2 separate regions of the Sus scrofa genome follow, and region 1 is linked to region 2. A link is a contact called in public Hi-C data. All regions are on one chromosome and are shown on one strand. Each heading gives the region's core, a stretch centred on a gene start, on an enhancer-like site or on the middle of the called end of the contact. The rest is flanking DNA. Distances are from core to core; before and after follow the strand shown. Region 1 has its middle 7.5 kb from the start of DLX2. Region 2 holds the start of DCAF17 (DDB1- and CUL4-associated factor 17).

Region 1 (3,152 bases), core at 120-2,619, 630 kb before region 2:
CGCTCTCAGAACACACATAAATCTTCTTTGTAATCCGCTTCCATTTGCTCGTGTGAAATATCAGGCCAGAGACAGGATATGACAAGTGCTGGGAAGCAGGGGGAGGGAAGCCGAAGAGTGAGGGGTGCCGGGTCCCCTCCGCTCCACCCCCTGGCAGGGTGGCTCGGAACTCCGGCGGAGCGCGGGCACTGAGTTCCAACTCCCGTTGCAGGCAGTTTGGGTGCACCCTCGTCCCCTGCTCCTCGCAGTACCCCTTCAACCCCCACCCCAGCCCAGCCCCGCCTGGCGCGAGCTCTGCTGCAGACCACCCCGCCCCTAATGCTCCGCGGGTGTAGATTCATCCCCCTCCTGCTGCCCCGAATTCCCGCCGCCAGCCCCGCCGCTCCCGGGCCGGGGAGGGCAGGAAAGAAAGGGAATGGATCCCGGGCCTAATCAGCGCGGCTGCAATGTGGGACCGTTTAGGAGGCTTCCCCTCCGCCTTCTTTCAGGATTATTTGTGAAAATTTGTGAATATCCGTCCTGTGTGAGGATTTCCGAGACTGGTGGGGCGAGTTTGCGGGAAGTATCAGGTTTGATGGGGGCGGAGAGAGCGCTGGAAGACTGGAGCTTTGTTTACAAACAGTTCTTTGGCAAAAGGGGGGAGGCGGGGAAGAGGGGTAAAGAGAGCAGTGCAGAAGTGCGCCAGTGGTCCCCTCCAGTGTTAAAAAGCCCCGCGAATGAGAATGACGTCTGGGAGCAGAAAGTCCCCCGGCCTTTCAAACAAAGTCGTCCTCACCAACAGTAAACCCAGAAGCAACTCCAGCTCTCCCCAAAACACTACCCCCCCCCCAAGCCCTTTCTCAGAAGTCACAAACCCGGTCTTTTCCCGCTAGGGAAGAGCGACCACCAGTGCCTTAAACCTGTTTAGGGTCAGAGACCTCTTTGAAAATGAAACTACAGAGTCTGTCTTTCTCCTAAAATACTGGTCCCTTTGCATTTGACTTCGGGGTCCCGGGAAGCCGGTAGGTGAGATGCGATCCTGCAGTCTTGATCACACGGGCCTCTAGTCGGCTCCCGGGGGACTGGCGGGCTCTCCCAGGGTTGTGATACAAAAAACCACCAGGAGGAAGCCTTCCCCCGCCGGGTTCTCCCTCTCCACCTGGGAGCTGCCCCTCAACTCTAACCTCCTGACCGGTTCCCCCCTCTTCCCCCGCCGCACAAACACAGCGGGGCTGGCGGATGCGGAGGCCCCACCACCCTCGGAGGCTCCCCTGGCGGGAGTGCCCCTCGCGGGGACGGGTTTGGCAGTGATTGCCACATTACAAGATGTTACATTCCGCCCTGGGGCCTGGGACCGGGCGGGGCGGGGGAGACGGTGTGTTTGACTAAAAGAGAGAGCAGGCAGGTTCTGATGGAGCAGCCACTAGGCCTCCACGTGAGATCCCTAACAGTCTCTAGACAGACATTTTTTCCCTCCCGGCCGCCTCTGCTCCTCTCCGACCTCCGGCTACGGCCAGACCGAAAACACTGCAGTGTCTTAGTAATTTGCGGGCTGCGCGGCGCTCCCAGGATTCGCCCAAGGCCCGTTTGGGGATTCTCAGGAGCACTGATGCCACCCGCTACGCCCCGGGTCGGGTCCAGCCAGCGCTAGGAGCTGGAAGGCGGAGGCAAGAGCCAGGGTTGGGCGCGGAGCCGGGAAAGGTGGAGAAAGGCTCCCTGTGGCGGGCCGGGGCTACGGGCCAGAGAATTAAAACTCCGGGGAAGGAGAAAAGGAGACGTGGAGGAAGGGACTGGACTTGGAGCGCGCCCGGGTAGTACCAGGGGGCCGTTTTGGGCCCGCACGAAACAAACATGGCGGGCTTTCCCCACGCCAGTTCCTGCCCTCCTTTTTGTGGTCCAGGAGGTTCAGAGATCCTAGAGATGAAGTCATCGCTCACGGAACAATGGCAACTTCTGGCCCTGGAACCCGACAGAGCCCGGGCTGCTCCGAGCGGTGGCCGGGCTCCTGGTGGTTTCTCCCGCAATGATCCGCCGCAAGCCTCCCTTCCGGGGCAGCCCCCGCCCCGCCCCGTGTCTCTACTGCCCTAGCCTTGGCTTCTTAAAGTCGCAGGCTGTCTCAGTGCCGAGAGAAGCGCCGCCCAAGTGGGGACTGAGTGTTTCTGGGGGGCGCTATCTCTTGGCAGTGGAGATAAAAGAAGAGCCTAGGAGGTCGCAGGACCCGCCCCGAGGATCCTCAGCTCCTGGCCTCCTTGTCCCGAAGCCCCCTAGAAAGCAGAATCTTATCCACCAGCCCTGGGCGTCACTGTCTTGGGGTGATGACCGCTTCACACCAACTCCTCAGCCAGCTACCCCCGAACCCCTCCTGCCCCCCCTCCACTCGGCCGGCAGATTCCAAGGCCCTATTCGGCTGCACTTCGAAGGGTGTTTTTGAGAATCCGGGAAAGGGGCCGAAGGAAGGAGAGAACAAGAAAAAGAAAGCATAAAAGAGGTGTTGGAAGGGAGGGGGATCTGGCTCCAGCACTTTATGCTCAGTTGCTGCATTGAGGGTCGGGGCCAGGACCTCCTGGGCATCTAAGTTGGAGCCAGCAGACACTCTGGAAAAGGGATTCTCTTCCCAATATGTTCAGGGGAGAACAGTGAAAATTTACCTTGGGTGGCCAATTTTCTCATTTGCCCCTATTAAAAGAAAAAGCCCAAGAAATTCAATTAAAGCCACCCTGGCCAAGGCGCTATTTGAGGCATGAATGTCTCCCCTAAAGCTGCAGCAATCATGTGGCATTAGACACTTCCGGAATCCTATAGCCAACCTGAAAAATCCCAGACCCCCTTTTTCCCTAATTTTTGCTCTGATCTGTAATTTTATCCACATTTGCACTAGTTTGAGCATTCTGGCTCTCCCATCTGAAAGCCTGCAATTACTATATAATTCTTCGCAATTTCAGATGTCCTAATATGGACTGTAATTTTTGCGCAAGACAATTTCCTGCTATTTCAAGCATCAACATTGTCAAAGTTGTATGTACATAATAAATGGGAATATCAATGCATAGTTTTTAGCATAACATCTTGACTCCTCGATAATTATATCCGTTCGGAGCCTACGCAGAATTAGCCTGAATTGCATGGTAACTGCTGCTGCTTTAAAATTTTTAAAAATTACTCATAATTTTCCC
Region 2 (3,099 bases), core at 167-2,666:
GACCTCTAGCCTTGGAACCTCCATATGCCACAGGAGCAGCCCAAGAAATGGCAAAAAGACAATAAATAAGTAAATAAATAAATAAGCATCTAATTATTAGATACCTGTATCTCTTGACTCTATCTTTTAAGCAGCATAAAATACTACATTGTACCCAGCAAGCTATCATTTTGCCTGCAACATGAATTCGCTATAAATTGGTATTATAGCGAATACCAATAAAATGAAAATGAAACCTCAAGCTTTAGGTTTAACAAGATTTTTAAGTTACACACATTTTATCCCCTACTCTTATTTTTGGACCCATTTTTCCATTCTCTTATTTCACAAGCACTAATGTAGGCATAAGTGTTTCCATAAATATTAGAGTTCAGATCAACAGTCAAATGAATTACAACAAAAATTTTCACCAGATACCTGCTGACACAGCATCGATAATTATCAAAATATATTCTTCCTCTCTCATAGGCTATAGGTGACTTGGAATGAGTCGTCCAAACATTCTTAAATTTAGTACTTTCCTGAAAGACACAAGGAACTTCAGTTTAGGAAATAACTCATAAGCTTCCACTCTGCACCAATTTTAAGTTGGATGGTTAAATTGACAGTTTGCAAAGTAATTTCATGTACTTTTTAGAAAACATTATGTTCAATGCTTCCTCAATCTGCCCTCGCGTTTTGGCTTAAGTGGAGTGATCGATTTTAGAAAAACTGTTTCTAAGAAGATATACGAAGGTTAAAACTAAAAGCATGCGGCGGTTCCGTTTTAATGGTTATTTACTAATCCCCCCGCTTCAAGGCCTGGATCACCCTGACCATCATGTGAGATCTTAAAAACGGGCTGTCCTGCAGAAAAACTGCACCCCAGCAAGAAGGCTTGACCTCCCCGTCGCCCCGTCGCCCCGCTGCCCCAGGTCCGGCTCCCGGTGGCGGGTGGTCACCTGGCACACCAGCGCCCGCAGGATGCCCAGGTTGGTCCTCTGCACCACGCCCGCGTCGCGCGAGAAGAAGCCCAGCGCCCGGCGACTTAGCCGGCAGCACACGTTGGGCTTCTGACTTGGCCCCATGGAGGCGCGGGCCAATCGCGGAGTTGTCCGGGCCCAAGAGGGGCGCGCCCCTCACTCCCGCGCAGAGCAAGGGCCCCTACCGCCGAACCTCCAGGCCCCAACTCCCTGAGGGGCCCAGGAAAAGGTGACACCGGGAGCCTGGCAGTGGGCGCAGGGCGGTGGGGCGAGGGGAGGCAGAGCCGGTGCTGCCCGTGAGTGGAGAAGTGGGAAGGAAAAGCAACTCCCTTCTCCGTCGGCCCCTCCAACGCTCTAGGGCTCGGGACCCGGCTGCCGACAGCGCGACGCCTGCGTAACGCGCGGTCGGATGGAGCCGTTCCCTCACCGGGAAATGTAGTTCCCAGTACACGCTGAGGGAGCCTGGCCTGTTCCCAGAACTACAATCCCCATCAGGCAGCGGGCAGCGAGCCCTTGCCCTGGCCCCGCCTTCAACCCACCACAGCCCCGCCCCGCCCCTCCTCCTGGGGCTGGGCTGAGTCTGCGCTGTAGGCCTGGCGCGCTTTTCCGGGTCTGCACGCGGCGCCGGGGGAGGGCCTGGTGGCTCTGTACTGCCGCCTCCTGGTCTCGGTTTCTTAGAATACGCCCTTCGCCCAGGGGTTCGTTTCTTGCCGCCCGGTACCCCCAAGCCTCTGAACCCCTGGACTCTTGCTTTGGGAGGCTCTGGCGGGACGCCGAGAGGGGCATTGTGTCGTGTGCGATCCCTTCCCCCCGAGGCAGCATCATGTGCTAAAGAAAGGTACGCCCTCGGCTTTCCCTTCAGTGTACTGTGAACGTTTTGGATGAGATGTATAGTTAAACATTTGGGATCAGTAAACACTGCTTTTGTGTTATGAGTTAGTGGTGAAGATGCTGGCATTCCCGCCAAACTGGAGTTGAATTACCCTTTACCAGAGGTCTGCCCTGCTGTGGCCCTCAGAGACGCGGGCAGGTTTTGCAATAATTGCTGCATTTTCCTTTCACATTTTACTCCCTCCTTATCGGGAATGAAATATCACATATTTACATTATTATTGAACTGCCCGAGGCATTCCAGTTTGATTGCTCTTAAGTAAAAGATGACTTTGTGACTATCCCTGCCTGTAGGTCAGAGTTCCCACTACACTGCATTTTCAGCAATCTTGCACCAGACTTGTCCTATTGCTCTGCTTGTGAGTCCCTTGAGGGTGGTGTCTTTGCATTTCCCACGTGGCCTCTTGTTCAGAGGTAGGCAAGGCAGCAACTCCATCTGACAGAGCAAAAAGTACAACCCTGGGTGAGTGTGTTGGGTTAAGTGTTTAGGAAAAATTTGTCATATCTCTTTTTAACCCTGCTGAATTTCCTTTAGGGCCTAGGCTTTTGCTGATTTTTCATATCTTATTTACAGCATACTGTGGAGTGCTTTGTATATTTTTAGAGAGCGCTATAATAGTTAATTTGCTAATTCATGAATGCAGCTGTCGCTGAGAAAACTGGGACCCAGAAAAGATAACGGGATTTTCTTTGGCTGAAATGAAATTCAAATCATTGCTGAATTGAACTCATAATCTTTTTTCATCTTCCCCTTCACCCCCACTTATTTGTCTTCCAGTGGTCTTTATCTCACCTTCCAAGCCCCAAGTCACCCAAGGGACAGCCATCTTTTCCCTCATCCTCAACCAAGTACTTTTGATTTTGATATCTGTCTCCTCTTCATACCCCAGCATAATTTAGGGCCTCACCATTTTATCACATTATTATGTTAAATAGCCTCCTTTCTGCCTTACTTAAATACTTTCAATTCCAGCCCTCCACTCTGCTGCCAGAACGATTTTTCTAAAGCACAAATCTGTCATTTCCCTATTAAAGCTTTTACGTGGCTCCCAATCACCCAGAGCAGAATTTCTCAAACCCACGTAGATACCCAGGATTAACTTAAAATATGATCAGTATGTTAAATATATGCAAATATGAAACTGTATATAAACTCCTTATGTTGTATCTTTTGTACAGCTATAATGCTCAATTATATGTTAAATGAAGCAAAACTATAATACACATAAATTCTGATGATTGCTTG

The links. A called contact is a pair of places that touch in the nucleus more often than the background predicts.
Region 1: a Hi-C map of heart right ventricle shows a contact between it and region 2, with 4 times the contacts expected there. The contact joins the enhancer-like site here to the promoter of DCAF17 in region 2. A contact is called at or near these places in 2 of 5 promoter capture datasets (fetal liver and liver) and 3 of 47 Hi-C or Micro-C datasets (embryonic fibroblasts, heart right ventricle and subcutaneous adipose tissue).

Annotation. Positions count from the first base shown.
Region 1 is chr15:78,195,213-78,198,364 of Sscrofa11.1, reverse strand. No RefSeq gene overlaps it. Among named protein-coding and RNA genes, the nearest start is that of DLX2, 7.5 kb to the left of the region's middle. Within about 2 kb of position 1,369, at least 27 of the 83 cell types and tissues checked have an H3K27ac peak or open chromatin away from gene starts, as enhancers often do. A contact at or near this core is called in subcutaneous adipose tissue, where this site is marked.
Region 2 is chr15:77,562,946-77,566,044 of Sscrofa11.1, reverse strand. It overlaps DCAF17 (DDB1- and CUL4-associated factor 17), which reads right to left and starts at 1,416. Exons shown (of 12, transcript XM_021076469.1): 1 at 942-1,416; 2 at 418-521. The coding sequence starts at 1,067. It overlaps METTL8 (methyltransferase-like protein 8), which reads left to right and starts at 1,553. Exons shown (of 12, transcript XM_001925591.5): 1 at 1,553-1,800.